Regions from separate parts of the Mus musculus genome. Here all the other regions are linked to region 3. Evidence: chromatin contacts called from public HiChIP or PLAC-seq data. All regions are on one chromosome and are shown on one strand. The core of a region is the stretch at or near the end of the contact, and the rest is flanking DNA. Distances in the headings are between cores, read along the strand shown. Region 1 has its middle 94 kb from the start of Gm40242. Region 2 has its middle 96 kb from the start of Gm40241. Region 3 holds the start of Utp11 (UTP11 small subunit processome component).

Region 1 (3,808 bases), core at 758-3,257, 510 kb before region 3:
CAGCCAGCATAATTTTTTAAGGAATCTAAATAGAGCCTGGTATGGTGGCACACCCACGTGATCTAATCTCCCAGCACCCAGGAGGCTGAAGCAGGAGAATCACTAGCTTGAGGCCAGCTCAGGATACATCTCAAGGCCGTATCTCAAGGTGGGGAGAGCGTAGAAATGAACTCATGTCTCCTGTTCTTAAATCTCTCGCATGGCTTCCAGTGGCTTCCCTGAACCTCATTTGTGCCACTGTGCCCCCCATTTGCTGAACTTCCGCTACCAATGCCTGGCGCCCGCCAAGCTTGTTCCTGCCCCAGCACCTTGGCTTTGGCTATGCTCTCTCCAGGACATAATTGCAATTCTGTTTCTTCTGACTGGCTCCACCTCATCTCTTGCCATCAGCTGCCCTTCCGCAGAGAGATCTTCCTGGCGTCATTCATGTGGTCCTCTGGATGGATCCTTGGGCACTTTCCAGACATTTCCCTCCTCCTCTAAGGATAACCTTGAATACATTGTTCACTTGACCGGTCTCCTGTCTTACAAACTCACATTGGGGGTGAGATCTCTAGCTTAGGCATCTCTGTTTTGTAAGGATCCAGTACAGATCATTTTTTGTTTTGTTTTGTTTTTGAGAGAAACTCTCTTGTAGCCAACACTAACCTAAAATTAGAGATGTAGTCCCGGTAACCTTGAGTGTCTGATACTCTGCCTCTACCGCTCAAGTGCTGATATCACAGTATATATCACAGTATATATCATCACACCCAGTTTATACTGAGATTGGTGAATGAACTTAAGGTTTCCTGTATGCTAAGCAAGCACTCTCCAACTGAGCTACATCTCCAGCCCCAGTACAGCTATTTCTGTAAGGTTTATTTTACTTTCATTTGTGTTGGGTGGGGCGGGGATGGTAGTGGTATATACAGGTGTCCTCAGAGGCCAGAAGAGGGCATTGGTTCCACAGGGAATGGAGTTCCAGGCAGTTATGAGTCATGAGACCTGGGTGTTGGGAACTAACCCCTGTTTCCTGCAAGAGCATCGAGCCCACTCTTGGTAAATATCAATCAAATAAATTCACCAAGGCTGATATCGGGCCAGGCTCCTCATGCACGCTTTCTAACCAAATCTTTACAATAACCCTGTGAGGTTGATTGATAGGCCCGCGACCATAGGCTGAATCCATTTCTCAACATCTTAGTGGTGAACACGACATTGAACTGGAGTCCCGCGAATCCACCCACACTCGTGTTTTCTGAGCCGACCCCTTAGTGTCTTGAGGCTTCACTACCTGGCTCACAGTTCCAGAGTTTTGAGCCTCCTTTCCCTCCCAAGAAAAATGAATGCATCCATAAAACAGATCCCTGTCAGGGGCTCGAGAGTAAATTCTGAGGCCAGATTGAGACTGTTCACCAGCGAGCTACTGTCTGTGCAACCCTGAATGGGTGACTGGCTCTCTCTGTGCTTTAACCGTTTCATCTGTAAGGTGGGCTTTTGTTAAAAGCATTATTGCATTTACACATCAGACACTTATACAGTGGTAAATGGTTAACTGCCCTTGAGCATTTAGGAACCTCGTTCCTCTCCAGCATCCCTTTCCATCTCATCCTTTTCTCTCAGAGGCTCAGGAGGTCTTGCTGAGAGAGTTTGACCACCTACAGGTGGGAGCCCCCAAATTCAAGGACAGGACCCCCGACACAGTCAGTCCTCCCTGCAGCTCTGGCTCTGACTTTACCGCTGGCGATGCTCGCCCTCCCGCTGCACCTGCCCGGCTTCTGCTGATCTGTCTTTTGCTCCATTAGGCAGGGCCGCGGCCCCAGAGCCCCGCGAGCTGCCCCGCGCCCTTAGAACGCTTCGTCTGCCCGCGCCCCGCCGCCCCCCGCCCGGGGAGGTGACGGCAAAGTGAATTAGCGCGCAGCCGAGGGCGCGGGGGCGCCGAGGTGCCCGGCAGCTCCGCGGGCGCAGCACTTCCCGGCCTGATATTTGCACAAAGTGCTCTCAGGGCTCTTTACATTTGCTCTTGCCCGCGGAGTTAGCGTTTCCGCTGAGCGCCGACTTCTCCAAAGGGCGCCCGCGCCTGTGTTTGAGTAGCAGCGGCCCAGACTCGCCAGGCGCCCGGGTCCCCGCGCCCCCTCCATCTTACTCACCCAGCTAGATTCTTTGCATCAGCGCTTTCCATACATTTTTCCCATACACCACTCTGGGCCCGTCAGGTCTTGCCAGTTTCTGTCTATTTTCAGGTCTCTCTTCCGTCTTTGCAACACCCCTCCCTGTCCTGTCCATTCCTAGCTGCCTCCATTTTTTCCCCTGCTAATCTCCCCACACCCTCTGTTACCAGTCCCAGCTGCCCCTCACATCCCTGCGTTTTCTGTCTCCTTGGTAGCTAGGCCTGGTCCTTCAAGTCACTTCAAGGGTTCTTGAGGACCTAGGAGGATTGAGAAGTGTCCTCAGCTCTTATCTAGCCCCAGTCACTATTATGCTCTGGGATTTGGGATAACCAAAGCAACATCCACTAAGGCTTCCTACTCCCAGTCAGTGGGCTGCACCTCTATGCCAAAGCTGACTGTGAGCCTCCTTCTCGATCCTCTGAGCCAAAGTGTACCCCAGGGGCCAAAAATGCTAAGGTCTCCTTCTCCATTCACTGTCCCAGCAGTCTGACCGCCCCTGGGATTTCTGGGACTCTTGGACTGGAGATCAGTGGAAAGGCACCAGGAAACACAGGTGCCTGAGATGCCCTGTACCAGGTGACATGTGGCCGAGTCCATCATGAAGATGAGGTCCCATGAGAGGCTGGAGTTTGTGTTAGCAGACAAGGCACGGCAACACTCTGGCAGGCTCACCATGCCAATCCCCCTCTGCAATGTCCCCGTGGAGACACCGGGACATATGCATGTGCATGCACACACACGTATGTGGGTGTAAATGTGTGCATGTGGAGGCCAGTGGACAGCCTCAGGAGCCATCGTCAGGAATGGTGTTCACCTCCTTTGAGATAGGGTTTCCCACTGACCTGGAACCCACCATTTAGGTTAGATCGGCTCTCCAGAGGACCTTAACTGCCCTCAGTGCTGGTGTTACAAGCCTCAACACCAGGCTTGGCAGGGTTCTGGTGAGCCTCAAACTCTGGGGAGCCTTGTGGTTTCAAGACTAGTGCCTTACCAACTTCACCATCACCCCAGACCTGCAGAGTGTTTCTGCTCTGCAGACTAGAACTCTAGCAGGGTTCTGAAATACTTCGTGCATGTGTTTGCTTTAGCACAATACATTCTAATGTTACTTTTATCACTAAGAAAAGGCCTCCTTTATTCTGTAAGCATAATTTCAATCATGGGTTAAATATTTGTCTTAAATGACTGTAAGTACTCTATGACTCCTAGAACAGACTCCCTCAAGGAGAATGGCTATCAAGGATTTGAAAAGATCCTCCCTAATGTTTTGATTGTTTCTGTGGAGTCATTTGATCAATTAGGTAATCATTTCCAGTATAAAACTTGATATTAAAAAAATATTCTTCTGGAGGCAATTTGGAGTTTCTCATTAAAACGTTGGAAAGGGTTTTATTTGAATGTTATATGCAAACTCAATATTTAATATATTCTCTAGTAGTTCGTATTTTATTTTTCTTATCATAATTATATTTTATAAAGAATGTGTAATTAATTTTTAGATGCTTCTCAACGGAGCTGCACAAGGTCCGTGGGAGAAAGATTAGAGAGGAGAAGGTATCAGCTTTAGGTGAGTGTATAGCAGCAGAGGGAACATTTTAACATTTTCTGAGGATATGTGTGTTTTTGAAGATCGGAGAGCTCCCCCCCCCCCGAAA
Region 2 (3,822 bases), core at 990-3,489, 540 kb before region 3:
AGTTCCATGGGGTATTGAAACATACTTATACTAAAAATTATTTGATTTTGATCTGACATTCAGACTAATCTATCATATGTTTTTGCTTTCAAACTCTGTCAAGTCTATAACACACACATCCCCAGCACCACACTGGGGCAGGCATCTCCGGACTCTGAGCGTATGCTCATGCCCATTAACTCATTAACTCGTTCTTAAGTTCTCTCTCTCTCTCTCTCTCTCTCTCTCTCTCTGTGTGTGTGTGTGTGTGTGTGTGTGTGTGTGTGTGTATTCATTCATGCCATGGAATGTGTAGGGCCATTAAAGGACAGCTTTTGGAAGTCTATTCTTGCCTTCCATCTTGTTGAGACAAGGTCTCTTCTGTGTGCTGTGTGCTCGGGGCTAGCCGGCCCATTAGCTCCAGGTGATTCTCTTGTCTCTGCCTCTTGTCTCAAAACAGGAGTTCTGGAGTTGCAGGTGTGCACCACTCCACCCAGCTTTTTATGCAAGTTCCGGGGATTGAACTCAGGATGTCAGGTTTAGGTGGCAAGCACCTTTGCCCATGGAGCCATCTCCCAGGCTGTATGTTTCCCAAGTTCTAGGTTCTATACTGAATGCTGCTTAATGCCTTGTGGCTGCTGCTACCAGACAGTAGTGGTGATGCCCCAGTGACTGTGGCTGTGTTTGACATAGATGTTCGGTAAGGACTGACCACACACAGCAGCCAGCCTCTCTGTGGTTTATCAATAAAATATTCTGTGGCTATTTGAGCAAGGAAATAAGTCTTGTTTACTGTCTGCAAACTGCCTGCTGATGTCTGTGCTGGCTAGTTTTATGTCAACTTGACACAAGCTAGAGCTATCTGAAAGGAGGGAACGCCAATTAAGGAAATGCCTCCATAAGTCCAGCTTACTTGAGGTGTTTACTTAATTAGTGATTAATGGGGGAGGTCCCAGCCCATGATGGGTGGTGCCATCCCTAGGCTGGTGGTCCTGCGTCCTATAAGAAAGCAGACTGAGCAAGCCAGTAAGCAGCACTGCTCCATGATCTCTGCATCAGCTCCTGCCTCCAGGTTCCTGCCCTAGTTGAGTTCCTGTCCTGACTTCCTTCAGTAATGAACTATGACGTGGAAGTGTAAGCCAAATGAATCTTTTCTTCCCAACTTGCTTTTGGTCATGGTGTTTCATTACAGCCATGGTAACCCTATCTGAGACAATGCTTAAGAAAGAGCCACCACTGCACACAGAGAATATAGCTACCCAGAGTTCAGAAAGAAACCCCCAAAGATACTGGCAGAGCCCACTCTTTGCTGCCATATCTCTTCTCTTGGTGTCTCAGAGGCCACTGAATGGAAAGATGTGGACACTGAGTGACCTAAGGGGCAAGGTGATATAGAAGAGTTGGATCCTGAGCAGGAAAGTGAGGGATTCTGTGGCTAATTTATCACTTACTGTATTCCATGACAGAGAACAATCAAGTAAGTATTAAAGAACACTTTCAATGAGTCAATAAAGTTAAAAAAAAAACCCCTCTTAGTGGTCAAAAAGCACAGCACTTTCCCCTCTCAACCTAGAACGATTAGACCTGATGAAATCAAGTAGCTGAATTCAGTGACGTAAGCTGTCAGTAAGCTGGGGATAAATTGACTTAAGTTCAATGGGAGCCAGGAGGCCAGGGAGAGAATGGCAGGCCTTCACTCTCTTCCTCTGGAAATGGCTCCTGCTGGCCTGGGCTAGACAGATGGCTGCTCTTCAGGAGGATCGGGTCCTTTGTCAGGCTGCATGGAGGGAGGGGGAGTCGGTGGCACTTAGGAGAGGTGGCTCTTTGTTCCGTGGAGTGCTCCGTGCAGAGCAGGGTGTTAGCAACCTGCCCCTCGATTCCCCACCTCTGTGTTCTATAACGCCCTCTGGTCCTTATGATAATGGACCCACTAAAAGGCTCACAGCAAACAGCCCTGGGCTTGAGAGCCTGCCTGGTCCGAGGCTGCTATGCCCTCTGTTGGTGAACACCGCTGCCTTCCCCACCTCCATAGCTCAGGGTCTACATCTTCCTAGATGTCCCAGCAGAGCCAGAAGGATTCAAGTTCTAGTGGGGCAAGTCCTAGTTGGAAGGGTTGGGGTTCAGCCTGGGGCATCCCTGCCTCCCTGCCCAGCCCCCCAGCTCGGTCCCAGCCCGGCCCCAGTCCATCTTCCTCTGCAGCCCAGCGTTTTTTCCCTGCATTCCTCGGGGCAGCCTCGGAGAGAGAGGCACGTCGCCTCCTTTTCATTTACATGGGGATTACTGGAGACCAGGAAAGTGCTTTAAAATGATATAATGTCTCTGCACCTCATCAAACCCTTCCCCTTCCACCAATTTCTGCCTGATTTACAGTTAATACTGCACACTCCCATCACCCTGCCGGAGAAGCGGTGATTATTTCTCCATTGCCATAAAGAATGTAAAGGAGATGGGAAAAATCAGGTGAATTCAGAGAAAGTTTAGTATTAAAAAAAAAAAGTGCTGGGGGAGGGGGTGTCAAGGAAGACAGGATAATGGTGGGAGCAAAAGTGTTCCCGGAACCAATTTCAGAGTCAAGAGATTCCCGGGGGGGCTGGAAACAGGACTGGAGTGCAAGCTGCTGCCTTGCTAGGCAACTGCAGGGGGCCCGAGTGGGCAGGGGGTCTGCCAGCCTGGCCTAAGTAAGAAGATTTAGGGAGAGAAATCTCACTCTGGGAGAGGGTGAGCCCCACGACAGAAAGGTCTAATGAACAAACGCTCAGGCATTGGGATAAGGAAGAGAGATTCTGTATGTGAGGTTCTGGATTCAATTGGACCCTAATAGATGTTGGTTATTTGTTCCCCGTTGTTTTTATTTTTGTGTATTTATTTATACAGGGCCTCACTATGTAACCCTTGCTGGTCTCAAACTCATAATCCTCCCACACCTGCCTACCCTGTGTTGGGATGATGGGCAAACTCCATCACACCCGGCTGACCACTAAGAGTTCTAAAGTGGGCTCTAGGCTCAAATTTGGGCTACGAGACCTCAGGGTGTTATTTCACGTCACTGTAGCTCAGTCTTCTCAGCTGTGGGGTGGAATGGATTGGCACATGGAAGTGACAATAAAAGCCACAGTGGGTGCACAGTGCTGCCACCCTCTTCCAACGGGCAAGCAGGCAAGGCGAGTGAGCTCCTTCTGGTTGTTATCGGTGGAGCTGTTTGAAATTTGTCACAGGGGAGAGGGGGAGAGGGACAAAGAAAGAAGGGGAGGTTCTCTGAGCCTTCTCCACAGTCCACCAGCCAGAGGAAACAATGAAGTCCTTTGGGTCTGTTACTGTCTACATGTTACCCTGCTGTTTCAGCTACCCACTGCTGCAGTAACAAACTACCCCAGGTTTGAATGATTTAACATGTGATTATTTGGGGCCAGTGGGATGGCTCAGTGGGTGGAGGTGCTTGCTGCCAAACCTGATAATGTGAGGTCAGCTCCTGGAACCTCCATAGTGGAAGGAGAAGACCAACTCCCTCTGGTTGTCCTCTGGGCCCACACATGCACCATGGCACCCACATATCACCCCAATAAAATAAATGTATACATGTAAAGAGATAACCATCGGTTATTTTTTTTTTCAGGATTCTGCAGTAGGGCCAGGGCTTGGTGGGGCAGCTCAGAGCTCAGCTTTGCTCTGGGAGGTTCCCACAGAGGGCTGTTTCTTAGCTTGAGTTAGGCCATGTGGCTGGTACCTTTTGCTTGGGTGCCTTGCCCTTTATGTGGTCTCTCCCCGTGGTTCCGGTGGTTCGCTGGAGCACTCGCTGGACAGCAAGGTGGCCTCACTGCACTCACACGGTCCCCAGATCACAGG
Region 3 (3,444 bases), core at 371-2,870:
GCAAGCACATCTGCTAGCTGCACCACTTTCCCAGCCTGTTTTGTTTTGTTGAGATCCTGTCTCATGGAGCCCAGAACATCCTAAAATCTGATGCGTTCCCTGAACTATTGATCCTCTTGCCTTTAAAAAGAAAAGAAAAATAATAATAAAAAATATTTGTTTGAGGAGTAAAAAGACGGCTTAACAGTTAAACACAGATTCTCCTCTTCCAGATCCCAGCACCCACGTCAGGATGTCGGACAAATCACAACCCTGGCCCAGGATGTGCTCCCACAAACACCCGCTCACACACTCACACTCAGTAATCTTTTAATTTAAAAAATGTTAGTGTGGCCGGGCAGTGGTGGCGGCGCACACCTTTAATCCCAGCACTTGGGAGGCAGAGACAGGCGGATTTCTGAGTTCGAGGCCAGCCTGGTCTACAAAGTGAGTTCCAGGACAGCCAGGGCTATACAGAGAAACCCTGTCTCGAAAAACCAAAAAAAAAAAAAAAAAAGTTAGTGTGTGTGTGAGAGAGAGAGAGATAAAGAATATGAATGAATGTGAGTGCAGGGCCTATGGAGGCCAGAGGGGGTGGTGGAATTCCTAGAGTGGAGTTAAAGCTATTTGTGAACCCACAATGTGAGTGCTAGGATTTGAACTCTGAGAGAGCAGCCGAGTACTCTTAACGGCTAAGCCCTCTCTCCAAGGCTTGTTAAAAGCTTGTTTGAACCAGTTATGATGTAATTTCTGAGAATGGCAAAGTGGATAAAGTGATTCTGCATACATCTTTATTTGTATTGCATATCCAAACCCTAACACATTCTCCTGAGTAAATCCACACCTATTTATTCTAACTAAATTAAGTGGGGGAACTCCCCACTTCCCTCCTTTTTTTCTTCTTACCAAGGACTACGCCTACTGCCCTTACTTGCTAGGCAAGCAGTTCACCATTGAGGCCTATGTCTAGAATTTTTTTAGATTTTTGAGTCAGGTCTAAGTGACCCAGACAGGCCCCGATTTTGGGATCCTTCTGCCTTGGCCTCTTGGGTAGATGCCATTATAGACCTGGGCTATGAGGTCCAGCAAAGTTTGTAAATGGTCAAGACATTCTCCAGAAGGGATAAGGAAAGTGCCACGATTTTAGGGGGAAGCATATGACAGATCTACACGAACCGCAAATCCCATGCCAAAAGTTGGGCCCAGTTTAGGAACACCCGGGCATGCGTCGGTTGTGAGGCGCCTACTGTCGCTGGTCACTCGGTTACATTCCTTTGACTTTGGTCTCAAGTTCCCAGGGAAAGGCCTCTAGCACACCCTGCCTCACTCAATTACCCACTGACCCTCTACCGTAGAGAATGACAATCCTCCTACCCTGTCCCTGGGTCTCCCCGACAAGGCACGCTGGGGTCAGGCCCCATGTGTTGGGTATTGACTGAAGGCAGATGCGCTGTCCCGTATCCGGATGCAGGGACAGCGAGGGGGCGGGGGCCACTGCAGGCGCCCCTGAGGCTTGCGAGGGCCTACCTGGCTTCGTTCTCGGTGTTCCCGCTGCCGGGTCTTGGCTGCCTTGCGAAAAGCCGCCGACATGCCTACTGAGGTCTAGGAAATGCTCAGCAAACTCCACCACCACGACAGCACTACCCACCCCGCCGCGTCCGCCAAGACACCGGAAGCAGGCCCAAGACGCGGCTTGCAATGCAGCCTATCAGAAGCCTGCTTTACCGGAAATACAGCCCCTCTCAAGCGGCCTGAATCGGAGGGTTCTGGGAGATGTAGTTTCCAAAGCTAGAGTCTTGGGATTCTTTCACAGCTCTCGGTTCGCAGAGAACGTCCACTGGTCCAGAGACCTAGACTTCGCTCCAGGCCGCACGTTGGCATCTGGGAACACATGGCTGGCACTGCTCTCTGGCTACGCTCGGCTTGCGTGTGCGCATGTGCTGTCACCTGAGACTTGGTGTGGGTTAAGATTCTAAGTAGAACTAGAACGTGGCTCACACCTTTAACCCCAGCTCTCTGGAGGTAGAAGCTGGCAATTTTCTGTAAGTTCAAGGCTAACCTGGTCTTACATAGTGATTGCCAGGCCAGCCAGGGCTACATAGTAAAATAAATCGCAGTCTAAAAACAAAACAAAAACAAACAAACCAAAAACTAGAAATAATGTGAATCTTACAGTATACTAGAAAGAGTACTTTAAAACCATATTTGGCTCCTCAGCTGACTTCTGGCTGCGTGGCTCTGAGCTGATTGCTTGACTTTAAAGAGCATCATTTTTCTCACCCATAAAACGAACATAATAATAGCAGACTGGTCTTGCTCATAGGAGTATCAAGGGCTCTGAGTGGCAGAACTGTATCTATAAGCAGAGTAGAAAAGAATCATCTAATAGCAATAAAGTTCCGAGTCCTTCACAGCCATCAAAGTTGTGCGTCTAGCTGGCCGACTTAACATAAGGTAGTTAATGTGATGGATAGAGAGCCGCGAACTGTGGAGGGAGTGTTCTGGTGCCAGCTCTGCTCTTAACCAAGGAAAGTTAGTTTTGCTGAGGCTTGGTATCCACATCTAGTTGTAAAATAATAAAATAATACTATACCCTCAGGATTTTGAGGTTTAAAAGACATATGTTTTCAGTGCTTAATGTTGGGTTTACTTGTTAGCAGGTTCACAATAAAATTGATTTGTTTCTGTTTTTGTTTTGTTTTGTTTTGTTAGTTTGTTTTATTGGGGTTGACTTAGTCTGATTAGGTTTGATGTTTTGAGGCAGTGTCTAGCTATGTAGGCCTGGCTGCACTGACACTCATAGATCAAGCTGGCCTCAGATTCACAGTGATCTCTTGCGTCTGCAAAGAGCTGGGATTACAAGTGTGTGACAGTGTGCCCAGCCATCCTGTTATTTTTGTCACCACTAAAGCTACCTTTAAGTAGCACAAGAGAGAGTTGGACCCAGCCAAGCATCACAGCAATGTTTGGGTTTGTTTGTGCTCTCCCCCCCCCCATGCCTGCCACCCTCCACCCCCACCCCCACCCCACCCCCGTATGTTTTCATCTGTTGGCATTTGGAATCTTTTCCACTATGGGAGACTAATCTTCAGCCAGCTCCTTGTTGTTTTTGTTTTATTGAGACAGGATGTCACAATGTAGTCCTAGCTGTCCTAGAAGTCACAATGTAGACCAGGCTGGCCTCGAATTCACAGACATCCACTTGCCAAGTGCTGGGATTAAAGACATGTACCACGACACAGGCTTCCAGACTCTTTAATTGCATCCATTTTACCTGACCCTGGTAAAGTCTCTCCTACTGAAGAACACATGGAAGCCCTCTTCAGAGAGTCCAGGGGACAAGTGGATATGAAAAAGGTCACAGTACAAAAAGTCTCTTTCCTGCCTCTACACTTGATCTTTTTTTGCCCAGTTAGGTCCACATGTGTGAGGGAAAACTCTGTTTGGTTTGTCATCCTTGGAAAC

What was found. HiChIP or PLAC-seq counts read pairs in DNA pulled down with a chosen protein or histone mark.
Region 1: an H3K4me3 HiChIP or PLAC-seq map of craniofacial prominence shows a contact between it and region 3, with 3 times the contacts expected there. The contact joins the enhancer-like site here to the promoter of Utp11 in region 3. A contact is called at or near these places in 4 of 39 promoter capture datasets (cranial neural crest, frontonasal cranial neural crest, liver and 1 more) and 13 of 115 datasets of contacts at active chromatin or transcription factors (acute myeloid leukemia, craniofacial prominence, embryonic basal ganglia and 9 more).
Region 2: an H3K4me3 HiChIP or PLAC-seq map of embryonic forebrain shows a contact between it and region 3, with 5 times the contacts expected there. The contact joins the enhancer-like site here to the promoter of Utp11 in region 3. A contact is called at or near these places in 7 of 39 promoter capture datasets (the 3T3-L1 cell line, cranial neural crest, embryonic stem cells and 4 more), 6 of 484 Hi-C or Micro-C datasets (cardiomyocytes, embryonic retina, embryonic somatosensory cortex and 3 more) and 15 of 115 datasets of contacts at active chromatin or transcription factors (craniofacial prominence, differentiating embryonic stem cells, embryonic basal ganglia and 11 more).

Annotation. Positions count from the first base shown.
Region 1 is chr4:124,176,809-124,180,616 of GRCm38.p6, forward strand. No RefSeq gene overlaps it. Among named protein-coding and RNA genes, the nearest start is that of Gm40242, 94 kb to the right of the region's middle. Within about 2 kb of position 2,008, at least 19 of the 459 cell types and tissues checked have an H3K27ac peak or open chromatin away from gene starts, as enhancers often do. A contact at or near this core is called in craniofacial prominence and forebrain, where this site is marked.
Region 2 is chr4:124,148,187-124,152,008 of GRCm38.p6, forward strand. No RefSeq gene overlaps it. Among named protein-coding and RNA genes, the nearest start is that of Gm40241, 96 kb to the left of the region's middle. Within about 2 kb of position 2,240, at least 19 of the 459 cell types and tissues checked have an H3K27ac peak or open chromatin away from gene starts, as enhancers often do. A contact at or near this core is called in embryonic forebrain, where this site is marked.
Region 3 is chr4:124,691,934-124,695,377 of GRCm38.p6, forward strand. It overlaps Utp11 (UTP11 small subunit processome component), which reads right to left and starts at 1,621. Exons shown (of 8, transcript NM_026031.3): 1 at 1,507-1,621. The coding sequence starts at 1,569.